Regions from separate parts of the Mus musculus genome. Here all the other regions are linked to region 3. A link is a contact called in public HiChIP or PLAC-seq and promoter capture Hi-C data. All regions are on one chromosome and are shown on one strand. Each heading gives the region's core, a stretch centred on a gene start, on an enhancer-like site or on the middle of the called end of the contact. The rest is flanking DNA. Distances are from core to core; before and after follow the strand shown. Region 1 overlaps Palld (palladin, cytoskeletal associated protein). Region 2 overlaps Palld (palladin, cytoskeletal associated protein). Region 3 overlaps Palld (palladin, cytoskeletal associated protein).

Region 1 (2,974 bases), core at 437-2,936, 280 kb before region 3:
GCTGTCAGTTTAAACCTCACTTCATGGCCTGCCCTCGGAGTTCCTGGACATATTCCATGTATCTGCCTCCCAAACACTCCGTATATACACCTTTATCTGTCTGCGATAATCCCATGCTTATAGACCCTTCAGGGCTTCCTCTATCTTCAGTAAAATGAGATGAAAGAAGTGGCATTAATACTAGAAATGTATGTGAACAAGGGTATTCTAGAGATAATCTAGGGTCAGGTCTACACATTGAATGTACTTGAGTGTAGCTCTTCTTAGACTACTCCAATAAAAATAACTTATATGAGGGTTTTTTTTTTAAGGCTAAGAGATCTATGGGGGAAAAGGAGGTGAATTTGTATTCATTCATGAAAAATATTGACAACTCTTTCCAGCAGAAAGAAAAAATATAGCATGAGATCCTCTCAAAAGTTTCCACAGCACTTCTCTTCTGGTTGTTCACCTGGGAATGACTTCTCTCTTTACCTGCCTAAGTGATCCCTTCTGGTCTCCCTAGACACCCAAATTTCTGAAAACCAATTTATGGACCCTCAGAGTTGACTCACTTCACATTTTTCTGCAAAGCTTAATCGTGAACAATGACTATAACCAAAACAACCGAGGCAAGAGGAAAGATACTTCCTGCACAGAGCCCACCATCTGATGAGCTCAGTGCATAGGCTTTCCACTCACTACTACCTCCAAAACTTAAGTAGGTCAGGTGACAGGCACTTAATTCAACTACCTAAAAGCCCTCCAAACAGACTAAATCGATCATCATGGCTCAAGGCAAAGTTTAGGAAGTATTGCTAAATAACTCAAACTTCAAGGTCAAAGAACAAGTATGAACACTCACAAATACTAGGAGCTTTGGAGCTAGCTCCCTCCTCACTGCTGATTTGCATTCGTCCCTCTTGCCCACCCCTCTTCAGTCAACCTAGGATATGGATGGAGCTTTTACTACATACTTGGTCTAGGTTCAGTGCTAAAGAACCTAGCCACCATTCACAGCGTCATCTCTGCAACCAAACTATGCACCATTTGTACAGACCAGATGGCCGGGGAGAAGGGTGCTGTGTCCTTTCTGTTTCACTAGTCTTCCTGCACCTCATACTTAGGAAGCCAGTCCAGTGTCAGCAAAGTTACATGCTTGTGTGAGAAAGCTGGGCTTCCGTGGACCTTGTGTTTTAGAGCCCTCTCCTTCTTTGTCCCTAACATCGAGCTGTCGCCTCATTTTCTAGGAAGCCTTAGCACACTTCCAAGAGAACTGAAGTGCCAGGCTGGCTCAGCATGATTTTGTTTGCTGGATGACAGCTACTTGTTAGTTGTTACTGATGTTAACTGCGTGCTTGTCAGATGAGGGTAAGAGGGGTTTCTGAGGCTCTAACTTCAAGGGGCTCTGATAAGTTATGCATTAAAGTGCTGGGGTGGGTTTTCCAACAAAAACAAATGTGTAGGGGAGCAAGAAAATGAACTCACAAGAGACTGAACTGGCACCCCAACCTACCAACTGACTTTATTTTTGCCTCTTTCATTCATTTTACATATGTAGGTCACTTCTGATTTATTGGAGAGAGAGATTGATTGCTTCTGAAGACAGAGAAAATAAAAGTCAGACTATGGGTTCACAGTCCCTAAACAAATACAGGTACAATGGGCAGGTTTCAGATAGCCAGGAAAGGAAGAGAGAGTCCACAGAGACACAGGCAGAGTGGGGCACGGTAGGATGTGACGCATCGGATGTAATCTGGCTGACAACGGCCTCTCTGTGCTTCAGTGACACATGGGCCAGATTCATTGACTCAGCGTTAGGTACACAGGGTCTGAGGACCCTTCCTATTAAGTGGGAGTCAGAAGTACCTGCGATTTCCCACATCATTCTGCTGCTCCCCAGTCAGACCCAGAAGACAGACTCAGACTAAGATGAGAAGTCACAGTGTAAGCAATTGTATGCCTCAAAAGGGGATGGGCTTTCCCAGCACCGGCCTGGGGTTTTCCAAGCTTTCCAACTATGCTGGGAATGTGAAGAATTGCCATCTTTAGAGGAACTTTGAAAGCAGTTTGAGGAGGGTAGGCTCAGACATACTATTAACCCACTTGAGAGACAAAGAACTGGGTTCTTCCTGGCTTAGCTTGTCTTGGGCAGTAAGAACGGAGAGAGAAAGTTGGTTCCCTACTTTCAGGAGCTGGGCTACAGAAGTCAGGCTTCCCTCACTGAAGTGGAAGACAAGCTCACCCCACTCAGGGTCTGGCGGATGGATGGTTTAACTCTCAGGAACCAGGCAAAATATGTCTCCTGGCTTTAGAGTCAGACACTGCTTTGCCTGTTTGTCATCAAATCCTTTGTTTCTTGGTACTCTGCAAGAATGAGGGAGGACCAGGGCTGGGGTGATGGCTCCCTGGGTATAGTGCTTGCTGTATAAGCATTAGGACTTCATTTGGAACACCTAGAACCCAGACAAAAACAAAAACAAAAACAAAAACAAAAACAAAAACAAAAAAAGCTGGGAGTAGCATGGTGCACTGGAAGAGGGAGACAGGCGGGTCCAGGGGACTCACTGGCCAGTTGGTCTAGTCAATTAGTAATCTCAAGATTCAGTGAGAGAGCCTCTCTCAAAAAATATGGTAGAAAGTGATAGAGGAAGAAGCAAAAGACAATCACAACCCCTGTCCTCTGTGTACCTGTGTACCTGCACCAGCATTTACATACATACACAGAAAATACACACCCTGAAAATTGCCACATGTCAAAATATTTACTCTCCCCCACTTTTTATTCCCTAACTAAGTCATCCAGAGCATACTACAGAGGACCTTCTGCAGCTCGAGTTGAAATGATGAAGAGAGTCTGATCCGGCATCTTTGAGAAGCCGATCGCAAACACTGCAAACACCGCAAACACCCCAAGCACGGGACCCAGGCTTGAATCTGAAAGCTGTCAGGTACACAATGGGCATGTGGCAGTCTGGAGCCCAGTTACAGCTCA
Region 2 (2,999 bases), core at 435-2,934, 310 kb before region 3:
CCAGACCAGTCCTATGTGGAACATGGCAGCAGCTTTGTTGTCTGCTAATATAATTCTTGCACTCGACTGTTGGTCCTATGTGCCCTAGAATTATGGATCTGGAGGAACTTTGAGAGTTCACAAATCTCTTTAGGGGCCTTTTCCAACAAGGGATCAGTTAGAAATAAGGAATAATTAGGAGGGTAGAATCCGTAAAATATAAAAGTACAAGCATTATTTCATATGACCCTTCAAAACTTCTGAATGTCAACACAAACACTGTTCAACATTCCCTAATCAGAAAAATATGTTGGATGAACTTACAGTTTCCAGTAATTGCTGGTTCTCGTCCCAGCCGAAACTGGGAAGTGAAACAGATCAAATGCCAAATAGCCCTAAGGTTGAAATTATTTCATTTGCTAAAGGAATGGCAGGGGACAAGAAGAGGGTGTCCCAATGCTTCAGGGAGTGATTTGGTCCAGTACAACTATGCAAAGTGATTTTATCAAGTCTATTAAGATGAGGGAGTTCAGTTTTCAAATGGGCTCTTATTGCTTTTATCATTGTTCTCTGACAAAGTCTTCCTTACGTTCTGGTGGAGAATTTTATCACCATCAGTGGAAGACCGGTTCTGCATAGGCAGAAATAGCGACTGCATACCTATTCCTTCACCAAGATGCCCTAGCTTCCCCCAGAAGCCAATCTCACTTCCCAGTTTGGATTTGATGTCATTGTGATATATGGAAATACAAGCTCTTGTCTACAGAAGCCAAAATAAGTAACAGAATATTATGGGATGGTATGAACAACTCATTCGAGATTCCCTTTTTAAAAAAAAAAAGGAAATTCAGTTTTCTTGATCTAAACTATCAAATGAAGTTACTATGAATGTTTACGTATTGCTAAACAGATAGATAATATATACATATATGAGTTGTACCTTATACAGGTTTTACTTTTAATCCAAGAGAGTCCTCATCCATAAGGAATACTTAAATAAAAAAATGGTTTGTGTTGGGGAGGAGTTGGAGAGATGCCCTCACCTGGCTAAAAACAGTCCCCCTAAGCATCTGTTTTAATCTTCCAACAGCTTTTGTTGACAGAACCAGGGAACGCTTCCAGCGTGCGTGCAATCACTGGTTAGAGGTGGAGGTCACATACTTCCCTCTTTTGCAGAGCCCCAGGACCCAGTGAAACAAGCACCACAAAGCTTGCTAGAAGCTTCATCCGCCTTAAGATTAAGGGCCCTTAATCACTAGTATCACCATGAAAAAAATCCCACAAACCTAGAGCAATTTCTGTTCTGAAACGGCATCTGAGATGATTTTAAGCAAGCTTATTTTTCTGGTATTTCATGATACAGCCAGAAAAGACTCATCTCCTATGTTTAGGATACCTAATTTGCTGGCCTTTCCCAGCCCTTTAAAACCTCTGAGATGATACAAAAAGATTAAGCAAGCAAACAAACTCAGCTATGGAAAATTTAAGTAGGGATGAACCATCTGTTTCCCATCAGATCGATGGTCACAGTCAAAGCCTACGGCCTTAAGGCAGAAGTAGTTTCTGTTGTCAAGTGTGGTAGTATTGCTGTAAAACTTGGAGCAAGACAGTGGGACAGACATTACTGCAAGGTGTGGGAGCAGCGTCTACTCAGTCAAGGAGAACAGGACTCAGCCGTAGCAGTGGGTTTTCTAGCCCAGGTTATCCTGGGTGGAAGCCTTTCATTCCATTTCACTGCTTCTGGGTACCAGCTATCCCAGAGTACCTTCCTATTTCCTCCCAGGGAGCCACCTAGCTAAGATGGACTCTCTGTGGGTCCTTTATAGCACTGTATATCATGTTGTGGTGTCAGCCCTAGTTGCTGCCATCAGTACTTCCGTGTCTCTCCTACTCACTAAGAGGGATACTGGAATTCAGAGATAATGACAGAGCCTCATGGACAAGTCTTATGAACGTGAGCCTGAGTGAACCAGAGGAGATCTGGCTGGCGGGGCTGGGGTTCCAAGTCTAAGGCCCTGTTCTATTAGTACTGGTTAAGCCCCTATTCCATCAGTACTGGTTAAACTCCTGTTCCATTAGTACCGTTTGGCTAGCCCCTGTTCCATCAGTACCAGTTAAGCCCCTGATCCATCAGTACCGGTTGGCCATTGTTCAGAAGGTCCTCCTTGAAGCGAAGCTTCCGTTCCAGGTCTTGGATGACAGCATCCTTTGTGCCTTGAATCTCCTCATCAGAGGCAATTCTAGCAGTTCTACTGGACTTCTTTGGGAACCCCCTGCACAACAAAGGCATAAGTATAGTTAACTGCTGGGCATACACACAAGTCCAAGTCAGCCTTCAAGTTCAACGAAGCATAGATAGATGGCCTTCATAGTGTATCCTTTTAAAGCATCTACAACTACTCATATGAAGAGAAGGTGCTTTCAGGAGTTCAGGAAACACTAACTGGAACCTGGTCTTGAGGAAGGTTCGGACACCCATAGGGGAGCATATTCAGTGGCTAGGTAAATGCCACAGACAGAAACTACCTGTGTTTCAATCCTAGGGAGTAGCAACATGAAATGAAAATCTGATGTGTCTTCCTATGAGGCTTAAACAGACTCAGCCTTGATCTTGGGCAAGCTTCTTAAAGTTGCTTAAAAATACACATAAAAATATATAAAGATGAATGCAACGTGTGAATGTTGAGAGGACTTAAAAAGGACAAATTTCTCTTATGATTTTAAAAATTTTCTGGTCCTTCATAATTCAATGTATCCAATGACAAGGCTATAAGCCTCATTATAAGCAATACAGGAGTAGCATCATTTGCCAGGTATATCTGGGGGTCAGAATCTAGGGATGTAGCCTAGTCGGTAGAGTGCTTGCCTAGCATGCATAAAAACCTGAGTTCTATACTCAGCAGAGGGAAAAGACTGGGTGTTCTGTAATTGCCGCTATCCCAGCACTAGGAGGTTGGAGGTCAGGAAGGTAGGAGTTCAAAGTCATTGTTGGCTACATAGCAAGTTCAAAGCCAGCTCGG
Region 3 (3,071 bases), core at 176-2,675:
AAGGAACTGCACTCATTAGCAGGGAGACAGTCTTTGACAGGAGGAATTCTGAGACCAACTACTCCTCCCACAAGCAGTCAACAGCTTGGAATAATTCTGCCTTTCTATGAGTTAGAAAGTTGGGGGATAGAGAGAAGAGAGGGGGGAGGGAGAGGGAGAGAGGCAGGCAGGGGTATGAAGGGAGGGGAGAAATGAGCAGTAACACCCGATAAAAGCTTCACCACTTGCCTGCTAATCTGATAACACCATGATGCAAAATAGGCCTTTATCACCCCAGCATTGCCATGGCTTGCTTATGAAATTCTCAAACATTTGCTGAAGGCTTTGTCTCCAGCTGTTGGATCCCATCACTGACTGAATCATTAGTACTCTGTCCTAATGTGCGGATTAACCCCTTGATAGATTCCAAATCCTATGGTGTCATTACGAAGTACAGCTGAATTGGAGAATGTTCCAGAAGGGTTTATCATGTACCTCCGGCTTCTTGCCTGTCTCTGCGTTCTATCCACTAGGCAGTGAGCATCTCTGTTTGTCTCAGTCTTCTCTGCCTTGCCACCCGGCCTCACCACAGGCTTGAAACAAGGGAGCTAGTGGGGCATGAACAGAAACCACTGACAATGTCGGCCTGGGCTCCTTTTAAAAACGGTTTCTCAGAATGTTGGTCACAGTGTTGAAAAACACAACCAGCAAGCGAGTTTTTCTTCCTATCCGTTCAAAGCTCTGCTGGTTCAGGGAAGGCCTCTGATGGACTTTGGTTCAGTGAGAGAATGTTTAATAACCTGAAGGCTTTCTCGGGCAGAATGGAGTTCACTTCCCATCACCCGGTGTTAGCGGGTGACTTCTTAATGGGTAAAATAAGAAGCTGGAAAGAGAAAGAAGTAAGAAAGGGTGAGATGGCTCAGTGGGTAAGAGCACCCGACTGCTCTTCCGAAGGTCAGGAGTTCAAATCCCAGCAACCACATGGTGGCTCACAACCATCCGTAACAAGATCTGACTCCCTCTTCTGGAGTGTCTGAAGACAGCTACAGTGTACTTACATATAATAAATAAATAAATCTTTAAAAAAAAAAAAAAAAAAAAAGAATACTGAGTTTAATACCTCATCTTAAACTTAAACATAGATGCCCTCATTTTAAAAAAAAAAAAAAGAAAGAAGTAAGAAAGACAAACAAACAAAACAACACACACTCAAACATACCTTCTGCCTAAAAAAAAAAAAAAAAAGAAGTCAAAACATGAAGCCATCGATCCTAATTTCAAGTTGTTCTCATCTTACCAGCCAGAACTCTCGCTAACTGAAATAGAATTGTCACCCGCTGGACACAGCCTTTCCCTCTGAAAGAAAGCCAGTATCAGGATGAAGACATAATTAGGGCAGTCCCCAGGGACCTGAGGAGTAAGTATCCATTGGACAGTCTTATGTTTCAGAAGCAGAAGGAAGAAAATGACCGCAGCAGCAGCAGCAGACACAGATCAAACTTAATCACCCCTCACACAAAGGGAAAGCCTTCCTGATCCTTTAAGCTCGATTGCAGTTTATCTCTGCCTGGGAATGTGAAAAGCTGAGAAGGAATCCGATGGCAGCAGGCTGGGGTCAGGGACCATACAAGGCCTTCATGGAAACAGACTAAAGCACCAGCCAGGGGGAACAGACTAAAACATTTTGCCAGGGCAAAGCTGTGGACTGGTCCTGTCCCCACCGAAGACCAGCAATGACATGTTGGTATAACAGGTAACAATTAGTGACTTTAAAGGATTTTTTTTTCTTTTTTCAGTTTTATTTGAGGAGTGAGGAAGGGAGGGAAGCATGGAAAAAAGGAAGGTGGGAGGAAGGGAGGAGGGAGAGAGACTGGGGAGAATGTGTGCTTGTGTGCATGAAGAGACCAGAAGAAGATGCCTGATTCTCTGAAGCTGTGAGACAGCAGCCAGGGGCCTGGGAACCAAACGCTGGTCCTGTGCAAAAGCAGCGAGTGCCCCACACCGAGCCATCATCTCCCCAGCCCCTGGATCTAAGGATCCTGAACTATAACGTGACTAGTTCCCTTCAGGTGAAGTGGGCCCAATCTGCCTGTAGGCTGCTGTGCTGGAAGAATCAACAGAATCGATGGAGGTCATTTTGATTTTGAGGCTGGTTGTTTTAGGGGAAATTAGCTACAATTAATTAATTAGATGAAATTTATTAGATGAAAAGTGAGCCTTACGGGAGAGCGTGGGTTTAGTTGTGTGTGCTGCCTGGACAATGATCTACACAGCCCCTCTCCAAGGAAAACAGGAAAGGAAACGAAACCTGATTTCACCTGCAACACAGAAAGACTTGATTTATTGGGCCTCAGACTGCACCGTTTCCCACCCTAACACATTGGGAGTGTTATTTCTATTTCCTGGGTCCATTTTCCTCCATTGCTGTGAGGATTACGGAAAATAGTGCATGATGCTAAAAAAATTCCGCACATAGCATGTACTCAGGTGGATTTATTTTTAAATGTCAAATTACGAATCTATACTTAACTTTATTATATGTTATAAATTTACCCAAATCTGTGAAAGGCCGTTTTCTGCAGGTCAACAGATCCATTTTTTCTCAGGGGAGGGCTGGGGACAGGTTAAAATTCAGGTTGATGTGAGCATGAGGTTATGGGCTTGGAAGATGGCTTCCAAGACAGGGAAGGAAGTTCACTGTGGAGAAGATTTCCCCCCAAAGACCTGGGTTTATTGTAATGTATTCCCAGTGTAATTTGAAATTCAATTAAAAACCCCTAAGATTTATTATGTGTCCAAGCTTGTGTGGCTGCTGGCCTTCTGGAAACTGAAAAGGGGATGCTATGGAATGGGCGCAGGACATTTGAACAAAGAAGAATGTAGGGTTAAAGTCAATTCCATAACTTTATTTAATTTTAAGGCAAATTTAGTCTGAACTTGCATCACCATGGCCTTCAAATTTACATTCGGATATTTATTTAGAGATCTGTGTGTGTTCAAACAGACACCATAGGGCATGAGAAATCAGAGGACAACTTGCAGGAGCTTGCTCTATCCTGTCATCATGTAGAGCTGGAGGATTGAACTCAGGT

Evidence for each region. Promoter capture Hi-C pulls out the DNA fragments that hold promoters and counts their contacts. HiChIP or PLAC-seq counts read pairs in DNA pulled down with a chosen protein or histone mark.
Region 1: an H3K27ac HiChIP or PLAC-seq map of extraembryonic endoderm stem cells shows a contact between it and region 3. The contact joins two enhancer-like sites. A contact is called at or near these places in 4 of 39 promoter capture datasets (the C10 cell line, the HPC-7 cell line, cranial neural crest and 1 more), 1 of 484 Hi-C or Micro-C datasets (nephron progenitors) and 6 of 115 datasets of contacts at active chromatin or transcription factors (embryonic hindbrain, embryonic limb bud, extraembryonic endoderm stem cells and 3 more).
Region 2: a promoter capture Hi-C map of second pharyngeal arch cranial neural crest shows a contact between it and region 3, with 4 times the contacts expected there. The contact joins two enhancer-like sites. A contact is called at or near these places in 17 of 39 promoter capture datasets (the 3T3-L1 cell line, 3T3-L1-derived adipocytes, the C10 cell line and 12 more), 1 of 15 datasets of contacts at CTCF or cohesin (the NIH/3T3 cell line), 1 of 484 Hi-C or Micro-C datasets (muscle stem cells), 8 of 115 datasets of contacts at active chromatin or transcription factors (cardiomyocytes, embryonic hindbrain, embryonic stem cells and 3 more) and 2 of 9 other capture datasets (liver and pancreatic islet).

What each region holds. Positions count from the first base shown.
Region 1 is chr8:61,571,700-61,574,673 of GRCm38.p6, forward strand. All of the region lies in intron 10 of Palld (palladin, cytoskeletal associated protein), which reads right to left. Among named protein-coding and RNA genes, the nearest start is that of Gm35254, 47 kb to the right of the region's middle. Within about 2 kb of position 1,687, at least 60 of the 459 cell types and tissues checked have an H3K27ac peak or open chromatin away from gene starts, as enhancers often do. A contact at or near this core is called in extraembryonic endoderm stem cells and heart atrium, where this site is marked.
Region 2 is chr8:61,536,572-61,539,570 of GRCm38.p6, forward strand. Palld (palladin, cytoskeletal associated protein) reads right to left here. Exons shown (of 22, transcript NM_001293772.2): 12 at 2,117-2,252. Among named protein-coding and RNA genes, the nearest start is that of Cbr4, 50 kb to the left of the region's middle. Within about 2 kb of position 1,685, at least 8 of the 459 cell types and tissues checked have an H3K27ac peak or open chromatin away from gene starts, as enhancers often do.
Region 3 is chr8:61,847,361-61,850,431 of GRCm38.p6, forward strand. All of the region lies in intron 2 of Palld (palladin, cytoskeletal associated protein), which reads right to left. Among named protein-coding and RNA genes, the nearest start is that of Palld, 54 kb to the right of the region's middle. Within about 2 kb of position 1,426, at least 16 of the 459 cell types and tissues checked have an H3K27ac peak or open chromatin away from gene starts, as enhancers often do. A contact at or near this core is called in extraembryonic endoderm stem cells and heart atrium, where this site is marked.